Regions from separate parts of the Mus musculus genome. Here all the other regions are linked to region 1. A link is a contact called in public HiCAR-type and HiChIP or PLAC-seq data. All regions are on one chromosome and are shown on one strand. Each heading gives the region's core, a stretch centred on a gene start, on an enhancer-like site or on the middle of the called end of the contact. The rest is flanking DNA. Distances are from core to core; before and after follow the strand shown.

Region 1 (2,868 bases), core at 122-2,621:
AATAAGTAGATAGATAGATAGATAGATAGATAGATAGATAGATAGATAGATAGATATTACAAATTTTAAGTTTAAAAACTAAGCAAGACAAAACACTGTAGGAAGGGCTGTAGTAAGGAATGAATAAGTGAGGTTAGAAAATACCCCAGTGTTGGTCCTTAAAAGCCAAGGTTTTGTTATGCGGAGACCTCAGCTCCCCCACCTACCATCTTTTGAATTCTCTGGGCACCTGCCTCAACCAGTGTCACCCCAAAGGACAGAGCACATCTGAGGTTTGCATGGTAGGAAATCCTGCAGGTCTGTCAGCAAGACAAAGGGTTTTTAATTAAGCACTAATGGCTTTGGGTCCCCCTCCCCTCAAATCCCTATCTTGGGTGTGCCCCCCCCCACAAGGCTTTCTGGATCTGGGAAGATCTAAGAGTTCCAGCAAGAGGAAGAGGGAAGGAGGGGGCAGGGCTGGCTGTAAGACACTGGGGACCGACTTTCCATCCTCACTCTGGCTTTAACTTGAAGCACCCTCTCACCAACCTATTTATTGCGCTCTCTGCCTGAGGTCTCCTCCTCCTCCTCCTCCTCCTCCTCCTCCTCCTCCTCCTCCTCCTCCTCCTCCTCCTCCCCCTCCTCCTCCTCCTCCTCCTCTCCCCTTTCCCCCTCCCCCTCCTCTTCTTTCCATCCTTTCTGTCTTGTTCAGGTAGCAGAGGGTGGCCTCAGTTCGATCTAGGTCTGACCTTGAACTTGCGATCCTCCTGACTCCACCTCCTAAATACCAAGATTCCCGGAGTGCACCGCAGCCACAGTCAGTTAGTCTGTGGCCTCCTGCTCGCTAGGTGAGACCCACTAGCTGAGCCACACCCTCAGTTCTGGGCCAGCTTTTCTAAATTAACCCCTGCCTGTGGTATCCGACCCAGCAACGCCTCCACCTTCAGGTCCTGTCCTGAACTATCTTACCACATCTGTGCACCCAAGAATGGTCTTGCAGCCATGGTACTGTAGCTGTGAAACCCCAGCCCTCGGGAGGCTGAGGCAGGAAGGTTGTTGTTAGTGAGTTCCAGTCCAGCTTGTGCTACAGACTGAGACCTCATTTACACAGAAAAGTACGTTCTTTGCAAGTGTCTGTATGGCTAAACACAGACACACCCTAAATACCTCTCCCCAGCAGATTCGTCAAACGCGATGCAGCAGCAAGTATATAGCCTTACTGTGGAATTGCCACCAAGGAAAGCTTTTGAGGAAGAAGGAAGTTTTGGAACTGTATGCTCAATGGCATGGGGCTTCTCTGAGAAGGAAGGTGGGAAGGACATTTTAGAGGCAGGGACTTCCTGGAAGGAGTGGCAAATACTTCAGCTGACCCGGGAAGGAGAAAGCAGAGATGGGGCCCCCTAGTGGAGAAGGGGTAAAGAGAGGGAGTCATCACCCTAAGCTGGGAGAGGGAGATAACATCTCTAAGGTAACCAGTGACTGGAAAGGTCTGATGATGTGTAATTGACAACCCAGAGCAGACAGACCCAGACAGACCCAGACAGAGCAGTATCGTCTGCCTCTACCCGGGTCATCAGAAAGAAAGGTGCAGAGAACCATTAGACAATGAAAATAGCACTTTTGGTGAGATTGTCCACAGTGCCCAGCTGATGCTGCACCGTCCTTTAGCCACAGGACATTTTTAAAAAATATTTTTATTAGGTATTTTCCTCATTTACATTTCCAATGCTATCCCAAAAGTCCCCCATACCCTCCCCCCCACTCCCCTACCCACCCACTCCCACTTTATGGCCCTGGCGTTCCCCTGTACTGGGGCATATAAAGTTTGCGTGTCCAATGGGCCTCTCTTCCCAGTGATGGCCGACTAGGCCATCTTTTGATGCATATGCAGCTAGAGACAAGAGCTCCGGGGTACTGGTTAGTTCATATTGTTGTTCCACCTATAGGGTTGTAGATCCCTTTAGCTCCTTGATTACTTTCTCTAGCTCCTCCATTGGGGCCCCTGTGATCCATCCAATAGCTGACTGTGAGCATCCACTTCTGTGTTTGCTAGGCCGCGGCATAGTCTCACAAGAGACAGCTATATCTGGGTCCTTTCAGCAAAATCTTGCTAGTGTGTGCAATGGTGTCAGCGTTTGGAAGCTGATTATGGGATGGATCCTCGGATATGGCAGTCTCTAGATGGCCCATCCTTTCGTCACAGCTCCAAACTTTGTCTGCCACGGGACTTTTTAGAACATCAAGGAGATCCTGGGTACTGCCCAGCCTTGGGCTGCAATTGTGGATGGCTGCCATCTGCCGCCTTCGTGATACCATAGATGACTTCAGCAGTGGAGCTGGTTAAGAAGCAACAAGAGAAAATATGTGTAGAGAAGATCACCTGACCAAAACGAAACAAAGAACTAAGTGGGGCTGAGGGTGTGGCTCAGGTGGTAGCATGCTGGCCCAGCACACCCAGATTCGTAAACTAAGCCTGGTGGTCCAGATCTGTAATCTCCGTGTTCTGGAGGTGGAGACACGAGGATCAGAAGTTCAGGGTCATCCTTGGCTACATAGCAAGTCACATAGCCTGTGCTATGTGAGACTCTGTCAGAAAAGAAAAGGAAAAAAGAAGGGAAAAGAGGAGGAGAAAGGGGAGGAGGAGGGGGAGGACTATGGCATGTTTCCTGTCTTGAAGTCAGGAAGCCAACAGAAAGACACATCAAGAGATCTTCAAATGCAGTTGAGTGTGTCAGGGAGCCATGTGATGACAGCATCTTTGGTAGAGGGTGTCCGTCAAGCCACTAGAAGGTTTGTTCTTGTCCAGGAGGGCTTCTTGGAGGAAAGACAGTTTAAGATATCTTCCTGATTAAGATACTGTGTTTGCTTAATCTCTGTACGTATGAAAAA
Region 2 (2,868 bases), core at 116-2,615, 430 kb after region 1:
TACCAGAGCCAGTTCTTTTTTCTTTTAGATTTAATTTAAAATTTTCAAATCTATGGGTGCATGTGTGCATGCCTGCAGAGGCCAATAGAGGGTGTTAGGGCCACTGGAACTGGAGCTATAGGCTGTTGTGTGGCTCTTTTATGGGTGCTGGGTCCTCTGAAAGAGTATCAGTCAGCAAAAGAGGGACAGGATGAAGCAGAATTAATAATTCCTTAGTAGACTAGGAGATGGGAAGGCTAGGTCCACCCTGACAATGGACAGGGCATCTGAAACAGGCTGGCACATGCAGGTGGCATGGGAGAGAACTCTGAAGAATAGATAGAGTGTCTGTGGTCAAGGGAAGGAAGGAGTGACCATGACAGAAACTCCAAGCAAAGTGCAGCAAGGCCCGGGGATTTCCTCTGGAGAGCATTAACGAGCAGCTTCACTCATGGGAACACAGTGGTGCTGGAGACTACTGGGATATTGATTTGACAAGCAAGGTCTCTCAACTAGCCAACAGCAGAACTAGAAACCAGGAGCCCCACTGGATTAAGGTGGAGACTCACAGAGGTTCGTTCCCCAGACAAACTCAAACACACAAAGGGTGAAAGGGCCAGGCTGTTATGTGTGATTCTTTTTCACCTTTTCTATCTGGAAGGCTTGTACTTAAGGCTATCACAAGAATCTTACAACATGTCTGTATTAAGATCTTTTCAACTAAGCAATTATTTGATAATGGAGAGGAGAAAATCATTACTGGAAATGAGAATTTTTATTTCAGAGCTATGAAACAAAAGTGGGGTTGCTTTGTTTCTGACACAGGGTCCTCACCTGATAATGACCTGGAGAATGAATGATCCTCCTGCTCCAGCTCCAGGGCATTTGATTACAGGTCACAGACACCACCGCCCTCAGTTTAAGGGGTTATGGGATACTGAGGGCAAACCCCAGGCTTTGTTCAGGGTAGGTGAACACTCTACCAACCAACTTGGTAGCCACTCGAGGTCTCAGCCAATCAAGTCACTTTTTAAACCTGAACCAATACTTTAAAGCATGCATTACATCTTCACACCGTAAATCATAATCATATACCATAAAAAGACAGTGGGGAACCATTGTCTTTGTGGGGTCTCCCACCCAGGTTTGTCTCTTGCAACTCTGACACTCTAAGACTTGGAGGGGTGACTGCCTAGCAAGGAATCTGGTGCAGTCTGGGAGGTCCGAGGATCCCAGCCTGGCAGAAGGAAGTAGATAAGCAAAGGGCAGTCAGGTGACACCAGAAAACAGCCTCAAGGAAATTCCCTGGGAAGACTTGCCCGCCCAGCCCTCTACTTCAGATTGTTAAAGGCCTGCCAAAGGAAAGCCAGGAAAGAGCCCCAGGTCACTTTGTGATGTAAACTAGCCCTTGGCTGGTGACTCCCAGCCCAGCCCAGGGAGCCAAGGTGACCTGGGAGTGGCTAGAACAGAGTCAGGACTCACACCACTCTCTCAAACAAGGGTGGCTGAGCCCTGCTGACCCCTTCCTTCTTCAATCCCAGGGCTCTAAGTACTGTCCCGCCAAGGAGGCGTGGGGACTCTCTGGAAGAATTTAAGTTCAGCCTGACTCCATACCTCCATCCATGGGATGACTGGAAACATGCCTGCCCAAAGGGGCCTAAACCACCAGAAGGAGAAAACAAATGTCTAGGTTCTATTGGCTTTGCCTGCTATCTTACAGTGGCAGAAGGGGTAGTGAAACACACACACACACCTCATTTTTCTTCTTTTCCTTAAAGTAACCCACACTATTGGTTGTGGCAGTATCAAAGTTCCTGTGAAGGCTCAGGTAGAAACTACAATCAGTAACAAGTCCCAGTGGCAAGGACCCTGCCATTAGAATATGGAAGCATCTCAGTACCACGCAAGCAGGAAAGAGCACAGCTGAGTTTCAACAAAACATTTTACTGGTTCCTGGTGGCAGTCAGAGGGTAACCTGTGGGACAGGGTTCTCTCCCTATACCATGTATGTTCTGGGATTGAACTCAGGCATGATGAAAAGCATGTAAGGGGAGGTTCTGTTGCTAGGGTCTAGCTCTCCAATTGATTCTTGACTTGTCAATAAAGAAGAGGGTGGGCAATTGCTGGACAGAAGGTACAGTTGGAACTTCCAGGTCCCCAGAGAAAAAGGAAAGGCAGGGAAAGGGGTGGTGGGCTTTTCTGACATGCTTTGACTGAGAAGAAAGCAGTAGTCATGTAAGGTCTCAGGGCAGCTTGGGCGTGTGGCCTCCGCTATGGGCAGGAGCCAAGGAATTTTCAGGCAGGAGGTATCTGTGCCCAGCACTTGTGCCTTTAGAGGCATATTCTAAAGGTAACAGAGCTGTGTGTGTGTGTGTGTGTGTGTGTGTGTGTGTGTGTGTGTGTGTGTGTGTGTGTGTGTGTTTTATCCACGGATGCAAGGGTCTCAGGAGTGGGCCGGTAACACAACTCCTCCAGTGGGAAAGAGAAACCAGGTCAGTGTTAGCAGCTGGATCCCAGAGCTAAGCCAGGAGAAACAAGAAGGAGCCAAGAGGGGCTGGTAGCAGGGTCGCAGCTCTGGGGCAAAGGCTGTAGTGTGTTTTTAAAACTGCACAACACAAGCGCCTATATCTTTTGAACTACCCTGCTGGCCCAAAATATGAATTTTCATATAATCTTTGATATTTTGCCAGTATCCCTGAAGGTCCTTCCTACATCAATGGTAAAGCCACAGGTCCCAGGAAAAACACCTACCTGTTCCCCCGAAGAGCTTTCCCAAGTTTCTTGCTCATAGTCGATTCCACCATAGCCCCCTAAGGAGCCGGCAAACTGAGAAGAGCATGAATCTTCCTTATTCCCCCGGAAATGATTTAAAAATGGTGAGTAAAAATA
Region 3 (2,868 bases), core at 106-2,605, 340 kb before region 1:
CAGGTCACAGGCAGCTTGGCCAAGAGCAGCTTTTAAGGCTGCAGTTTCCCCCTTTTCAAAGTCAGACGTCAGTGTTATTAGAGGAGCCAGTGAGAGCTGAGGAAGGGGCTAGGGCGGGGCGGGGGGGGCTTGGTGGGAGGTGTGATAGCACCAGCCATGCCTGCTGAATAGGTAGAGACCGTCAGAGGGAAGGGCTGATGGAATGTACTGTGAGAAAGGGACATAATTTCTCATCTGGCAGAACTATTCTTCTGGCTGTACTGAATTATTGATATGACTTAACAACCCCACCAACACCTTTGAGATCTCCAGCTGCTGCCTTCTGGGAGTCAGGGTCTGGTCAAAGGATCGGACCTTGAGTTTTCAAGGCTGCCTATCCTGTCCCTTGGAACTCCTTAGAAACAGGGGCTGCTGCCCTTTGCAGCATGCAGGATGCAACACTTGTATGTCAGAAACTCAGAAACTCGGATACAGAGCTTGCCTGTTTGCAGTGGAGGTCCCACCGAGACTTGGGTCAGATCATGCTTAGGTAAACATTGGAAAGAGGCTGTAGGTGGCTCAGCTTGGTTTCGCAATGCTCCAAGTTAACCAGAAAGAAGACAACGAAGAAGAAAAAGCCCCATTTAAATAACCTACCCCCAAATCCTCCCTGCAATCTTAGTTTTGTTTTCAGAGACCCATAACAACGTGTTAAGATTTTGGCCTCCTGACAAGTTGAACTTTGAGGCCAGACAATCCGATCTCCAGGGAGCCCTGGCCTGGGAGAGGTGAGGCAGGATTTTTATAGGTCTGGACCTTCTGGCTCCACCCTAGACCTGTTTTCTCAATGGGAAGTGCTTCTTCTGCCTCTGGCAGGTCATGGCAGAAACCTGGGCCCCAGGAATGGTATTTCTGGTCAGTAACAATTTCCAGCTGTGGCGAATGTTCATTCCAACCTCACACAGCAGAGTCCATTCCCTATTGCCTTGTGTTCTCCAGGAATTAACTTGGCCTGTTCTTCCCCGTCTCCACAGATGGCCTCGCCTCCTCCCGGGTCCGCCTGTACTTCTTCGTCTCTAATGAAGGCAACCAGAACCTATTCGTGGTGCAGGCCAGCCTGTGGCTGTACCTGAAACTGCTCCCCTATGTCCTGGAGAAGGGCAGCAGGAGGAAGGTACGGGTCAAGGTGTACTTCCAAGAACAGGGTCACGGAGACAGGTGGAATGTGGTGGAGAAGAAGGTGGACCTGAAACGTAGCGGCTGGCATACCTTTCCCATCACAGAGGCCATCCAGGCCTTGTTTGAGCGAGGGGAGAGACGCCTTAACCTGGATGTGCAGTGTGACAGCTGCCAGGAGCTGGCCGTGGTGCCTGTGTTCGTGGACCCCGGTGAGGAGTCACACAGGCCCTTTGTAGTGGTGCAGGCCCGCCTGGGCGATAGCAGACATCGCATCCGCAAACGGGGCCTAGAGTGTGATGGGCGGACCAGCCTCTGTTGCAGGCAACAGTTCTTCATCGACTTTCGGCTCATCGGCTGGAACGACTGGATCATTGCGCCCACTGGCTACTACGGGAACTACTGTGAGGGCAGCTGCCCGGCCTATCTGGCCGGGGTCCCTGGCTCAGCTTCCTCCTTCCACACAGCCGTGGTGAACCAGTACCGCATGCGTGGCCTGAACCCTGGGCCCGTGAACTCTTGCTGCATCCCTACCAAGCTGAGCTCCATGTCCATGCTCTACTTTGATGACGAGTACAACATTGTCAAGCGGGATGTGCCCAACATGATCGTGGAGGAGTGTGGCTGCGCCTGACAGAGGCAACGGGGGCGGAGCACAGGCCCATGGGTCTTTGAGGGAGCAGGAGAGGCAGGTGGGCTGAGTGTGGTTGTTCCATTGGGCCGTGAAGAGTGCCAGGGTGAGGCCTGAAATAATGTTCTCCCGCTTTGTAGAAAACCAGTCAGGACCAGAGGGAGAATCCCTCTGTGGCACGAGAGACTCCTAACTGCACACATAGACACGCATAGCCAGACTCACGCAGTCTGCCACCCACACAGCAGCCTCTGGGATACCAGCAAACGGATGCGGTGACAAATGGCACCAATGCCTGTCAGTCTGAAAGAATGGGGTGAGCAGCCACCATTCCCACCAGCTGGCCGGGCACTCTGAATTGCGCCTTCTGAGCACACATAAAAGCACACAAAGACAGAGGACACAGAGAGAGTGAGCCAGAGAGCCACCAAGAGGAAAAGCAGGGTGGGAGCACAGGCGGGTGGAGGGCCATGTGTCCCTGACTTGTCCCAGGTTCTTCACCGAAGCGCCTGGCACAGTCCTGCCTGCTCACTGCCCGCCTGGCATCCTCCATGCTTTGAGGCCAGCAGAGCTGTGCCACCCCTGTTCTTGGAGAGGGCAAGTAGCCCAGGAGCGACTCACCTGTCACAGAGACCATGGAGCAGGGACAGTGACCCTTTGATGGTCTGTCACTTGCGTCCCCCATGTGACTTATATATGTGTGTATGTGTGTTTGTTTTCGGGGGTGTTGGGGGAGGGAGAGAAGAAGGGTCTTAATTTTATGCTTTAAATTCATCTCCAACAACTGACAGGTCACTGGTGCCAGTTGCAGAATTGAAAAGAGCCTATCAGCTATGGCCTTTGAAGCGGAAAGGCCAAACGATTCGAAGTGAGAAGGAAAGAAAAATGTTGCAATCGGTGCCCTTTGCTGGGGACTTCCTCCTGGTGTTATGCTTAGAGGGGAGGGCCACTGGCAAGGGGGAGAGACAGGGGAGGCAGTGGCAGAGTGAGGCTGTTCTGAGGAGCTGCTCAGCTGGGCTTGGAGAGAGAGGGAGAGCTTTTGGTTGCTTTGCAGAAGTTGTTCCCGAGGGTGAGCCCTGGCT
Region 4 (2,868 bases), core at 183-2,682, 320 kb before region 1:
AAGGAACCTCAAAGAAACAGCTGTACAACTTTTCAGAGCCTTTATTTATAATTTATACTTTTGAGGTTTAAAAACATTTACTTAATTGTGGATGTGTGTGTGTCTGTGTGTCTGTGTGCTGGCGCATGCATGTCATGGGATGCCTGTTGAGGTCAGAGGATAACTTGCAGGAGTAGATAGATTCTCTCCTTTCACCAGGGGATGCAACTTACATCTTGCCGGGGGCAAGAGCCCTTACCCTCAGAGTCACTTTCTGGAAGCAGAAACTCACCTGCATTTGTCTCCTGAGGGCTGGAATTAAAGATGTGCACCATCACAGCCAGACTGCAATTCATCTTACTGCAAATAAATTTGCAATCCCATTATTCTGTGGAAAAGCCTAAGCCCAGGGGTAGCTGAAATCTCCTGGAAATGATTCCCTCAGGGCCCAGCCCACAGACCCCACACGGCCAGCAAGTGTTGGTAGAGCCAGGCTGGTTTCTCCACTCTTTTCTTGTCTTGCTCTTCTTGACCTTGAACTCTGGGGCTTCCTGTCTCTATCTCCCAGATGCTAGGATTACAATAGTAAACTACCACACCTGGCTCCAACCTGCCCTTTTTACTTAGAAAGAAAAAGGAACTCTTAGTGTAAGGAAATGGGCTTCCACATCAATTTAGCGTGTGGGTGTGTTTTCTGGGACCTGATCCTTGGCCAGCCCTTGCTGGTGTGGACCTGAAGCCACTGGGAGGGAAGTTCAGGAATAGGGGGAGAGAGAGAATGAGAGAGAGAGTCAGAGTCAAGGGGACTCTTGGGGGAGGGAACTCTTGGGCTAAGACCTGAAGGAGGGCCGGGAGTCCTTCAGCTAAAGCAGGGAGTTTCTGGGGAGTACACGGCAAGGGCAAAATTTGGGATACCATAACCAAAATACTGGAACTAGGGATGTGACTAGTTGGTAGTATTCACGAAGCCCTGAGTTCAATCCCCCAAACTATGAAAATCCCAGATACAGGGTTCTGGGGAAAGCTGGGGCGTTCACACTCTTAGGAGTCGATGCCTGAGGCACTTTGCCTTTTTGCAGCCATTTCCTAGATTGAAGGTTGAGTTAAGGCTGTGTCTTCTTGAGTTGGAAGTTCACTCGCTCACCCCAAGGTGCCTGCCTATCCTATGTCTAAGCAGCTCAGGGTTTGGTGAGCATAGAATTTGGATAAGGCCAAGTGTCTGGGTCACTCCCGTCACTCCACATCATTGACTCCTAAGGAAGGGGGGGCGTCATTCCTGTCTCCCCCAAGGGGACTGCTGGCAGTCTGGAGCGAGCCTGCCCTGGCTGCCTTTCCTTGCTCCATCCGTGATGTGATAGCTCCTTATCTCTGTTGTGTCTTGCGGCTGGCTAGGGGGCTTCTTAATCTATAGCTGGGCTGGGGCTGGCCAAGGTAGCTGTGGGCTCCCCTTTGCCCTGGTCCTTGCTCCCAAGGCCCCTGCTGGCCCAGAGCTGCAAAAGCACTCCTGACTCTCCACGCACCCTCCTGACTTTGCGGGTACACACAGACTTGGGCATTCCTGAGGGCTTGCAGACTGGCACCCATATGGTACTAAGTCAGCTTCTTGGGTCTCCTGAGTCTAAGCTGTCGGGTGCACCGTGTGACCAGAGACCTCCCAGGAGGGCTGACTGTATGGTGGAATGCTGCTGTGGGCACCCAGGATGCTGTGCGCCCTGGTCCTCTGCAGTGGTCTGAGGCCTGTCACTCCTTTGGGTTGGTGTACAGGGTTGGGTTCCAACTGTCATCTTATCCCAACATCACTAGGGTTTGGTAGACTCCAGATCTCTTCTGCAATCAACAAGGCTAGGCTGGGCCAGGTCAGGACCCTGCTGGTGGGGCAGACACTTGGAGACCAAGAGGAAGACATCTTAGTGGCTAGCCGTGTGGTCCCAGGTAGCATCCCCTCATCCAAGCCTTGCTCAGCTTTACTGACTTCAGCTAGTCTTCTGAGAAACGAGGTCAGGTGGCTGTGCTCTAAGTTTAAAGTTGCTCCTCAGAATAAGGAGGTAGCTCAGCTGACAGAGTGCCTACCTCACTAGGTTCAGTTGCTAGCATTGAGCAAACTGGACATGATGGAGCATGCCACTCCCTAGTGTGAGCGATGGAAACAGAAGGATCAGAAGTTCAAGGCCATCCTTGCCTATACAGTGCTAGGCCAGCCTAGGTTCAATGAAGCTTTGCCTCAAAATAAAACAAGCTGCTTCTGTTAGTCTCTCTCTGCCCCAGCTGTGACCAGAAACCCCAAGCCCCTTCTTTTCCTGGACCCTCACTGTGTATCCAGGAGACACGTCTGGCTTCAGGGTCACTCACCCAAATGCTGAGAGAAATGTCAGCCCAGAGTCTTGGGCCACACTAAGGGTGGTTGGTGAAAGTTGGGTATTGATCTCTGTACATAGGGACAGATGAACTAAGTTTGTCCTGTTTGGACCCAGATCCCAAACTGACTTCTTTATTTAGGACTTCAACCCTGGAGAGTGCAGGGCTGGGATTCATATCATATTAGGTCAGCCTCCTGAGTATGCCTGGAATCTAAGCTGCCCGGGATGGGGGTGGGGGTGGGGGTGAGGGTGGGGGTGGGATGTGACCATCTCTTTCCCAGGTGGACTGGTTATAAGGGGGTGACTCTGTGGTCAGGCTGTGGATTTTGGGAGGTCCTCTTCCCAGTGGAGCCATAAAGTAGCTCAGCTCATAATTGATGGCTGGTATCTGACAATATGCTCCTAATCATGAATGTGCGCTCATCCTGACGGCCCTAGTCAGCCTAACTTCTGTGACCTTGGAAATCCTTCCTTCCGCCTTTGGTCTGTAATCTCCCCTCTCACCCAGGCCTCCCTAGCGCTCTGCCTGCTG

What was found. HiCAR-type assays count read pairs that join an accessible place to other places. HiChIP or PLAC-seq counts read pairs in DNA pulled down with a chosen protein or histone mark.
Region 2: a contact with region 1 is called in an H3K27ac HiChIP or PLAC-seq map of embryonic stem cells, with 16 times the contacts expected there. The contact joins two enhancer-like sites. A contact is called at or near these places in 9 of 484 Hi-C or Micro-C datasets (cortical neurons, embryonic stem cells and nephron progenitors), 9 of 115 datasets of contacts at active chromatin or transcription factors (all in embryonic stem cells) and 1 of 9 other capture datasets (embryonic stem cells).
Region 3: a contact with region 1 is called in a HiCAR-type map of embryonic stem cells, with 4 times the contacts expected there. The contact joins two enhancer-like sites. A contact is called at or near these places in 3 of 39 promoter capture datasets (HPC-7-derived erythroid cells, the SN4741 cell line and embryonic stem cells), 1 of 15 datasets of contacts at CTCF or cohesin (embryonic stem cells), 28 of 484 Hi-C or Micro-C datasets (the AML12 cell line, the C2C12 cell line, Sertoli cells and 13 more), 19 of 115 datasets of contacts at active chromatin or transcription factors (SST interneurons, embryonic basal ganglia, embryonic forebrain and 7 more) and 2 of 9 other capture datasets (adipose tissue and embryonic stem cells).
Region 4: a contact with region 1 is called in an H3K27ac HiChIP or PLAC-seq map of embryonic stem cells, with 3 times the contacts expected there. The contact joins two enhancer-like sites. A contact is called at or near these places in 1 of 484 Hi-C or Micro-C datasets (hematopoietic stem cells), 10 of 115 datasets of contacts at active chromatin or transcription factors (embryonic stem cells and oligodendrocyte precursor cells) and 1 of 9 other capture datasets (embryonic stem cells).

What each region holds. Positions count from the first base shown.
Region 1 is chr1:119,073,599-119,076,466 of GRCm38.p6, reverse strand. No RefSeq gene overlaps it. Among named protein-coding and RNA genes, the nearest start is that of Gli2, 21 kb to the right of the region's middle. Within about 2 kb of position 1,371, at least 12 of the 459 cell types and tissues checked have an H3K27ac peak or open chromatin away from gene starts, as enhancers often do. A contact at or near this core is called in embryonic stem cells, where this site is marked.
Region 2 is chr1:118,646,693-118,649,560 of GRCm38.p6, reverse strand. All of the region lies in intron 2 of Tfcp2l1 (transcription factor CP2-like 1), which reads right to left. Among named protein-coding and RNA genes, the nearest start is that of Tfcp2l1, 20 kb to the right of the region's middle. Within about 2 kb of position 1,365, at least 44 of the 459 cell types and tissues checked have an H3K27ac peak or open chromatin away from gene starts, as enhancers often do. A contact at or near this core is called in embryonic stem cells, where this site is marked.
Region 3 is chr1:119,416,243-119,419,110 of GRCm38.p6, reverse strand. It overlaps Inhbb (inhibin beta-B), which reads left to right. Exons shown (of 2, transcript NM_008381.4): 2 at 1,014-2,868. The coding sequence ends at 1,789. Among named protein-coding and RNA genes, the nearest start is that of Inhbb, 4.6 kb to the left of the region's middle. Within about 2 kb of position 1,355, at least 3 of the 459 cell types and tissues checked have an H3K27ac peak or open chromatin away from gene starts, as enhancers often do. A contact at or near this core is called in embryonic stem cells, where this site is marked.
Region 4 is chr1:119,396,570-119,399,437 of GRCm38.p6, reverse strand. No RefSeq gene overlaps it. Among named protein-coding and RNA genes, the nearest start is that of Inhbb, 24 kb to the left of the region's middle. Within about 2 kb of position 1,432, at least 10 of the 459 cell types and tissues checked have an H3K27ac peak or open chromatin away from gene starts, as enhancers often do. A contact at or near this core is called in embryonic stem cells, where this site is marked.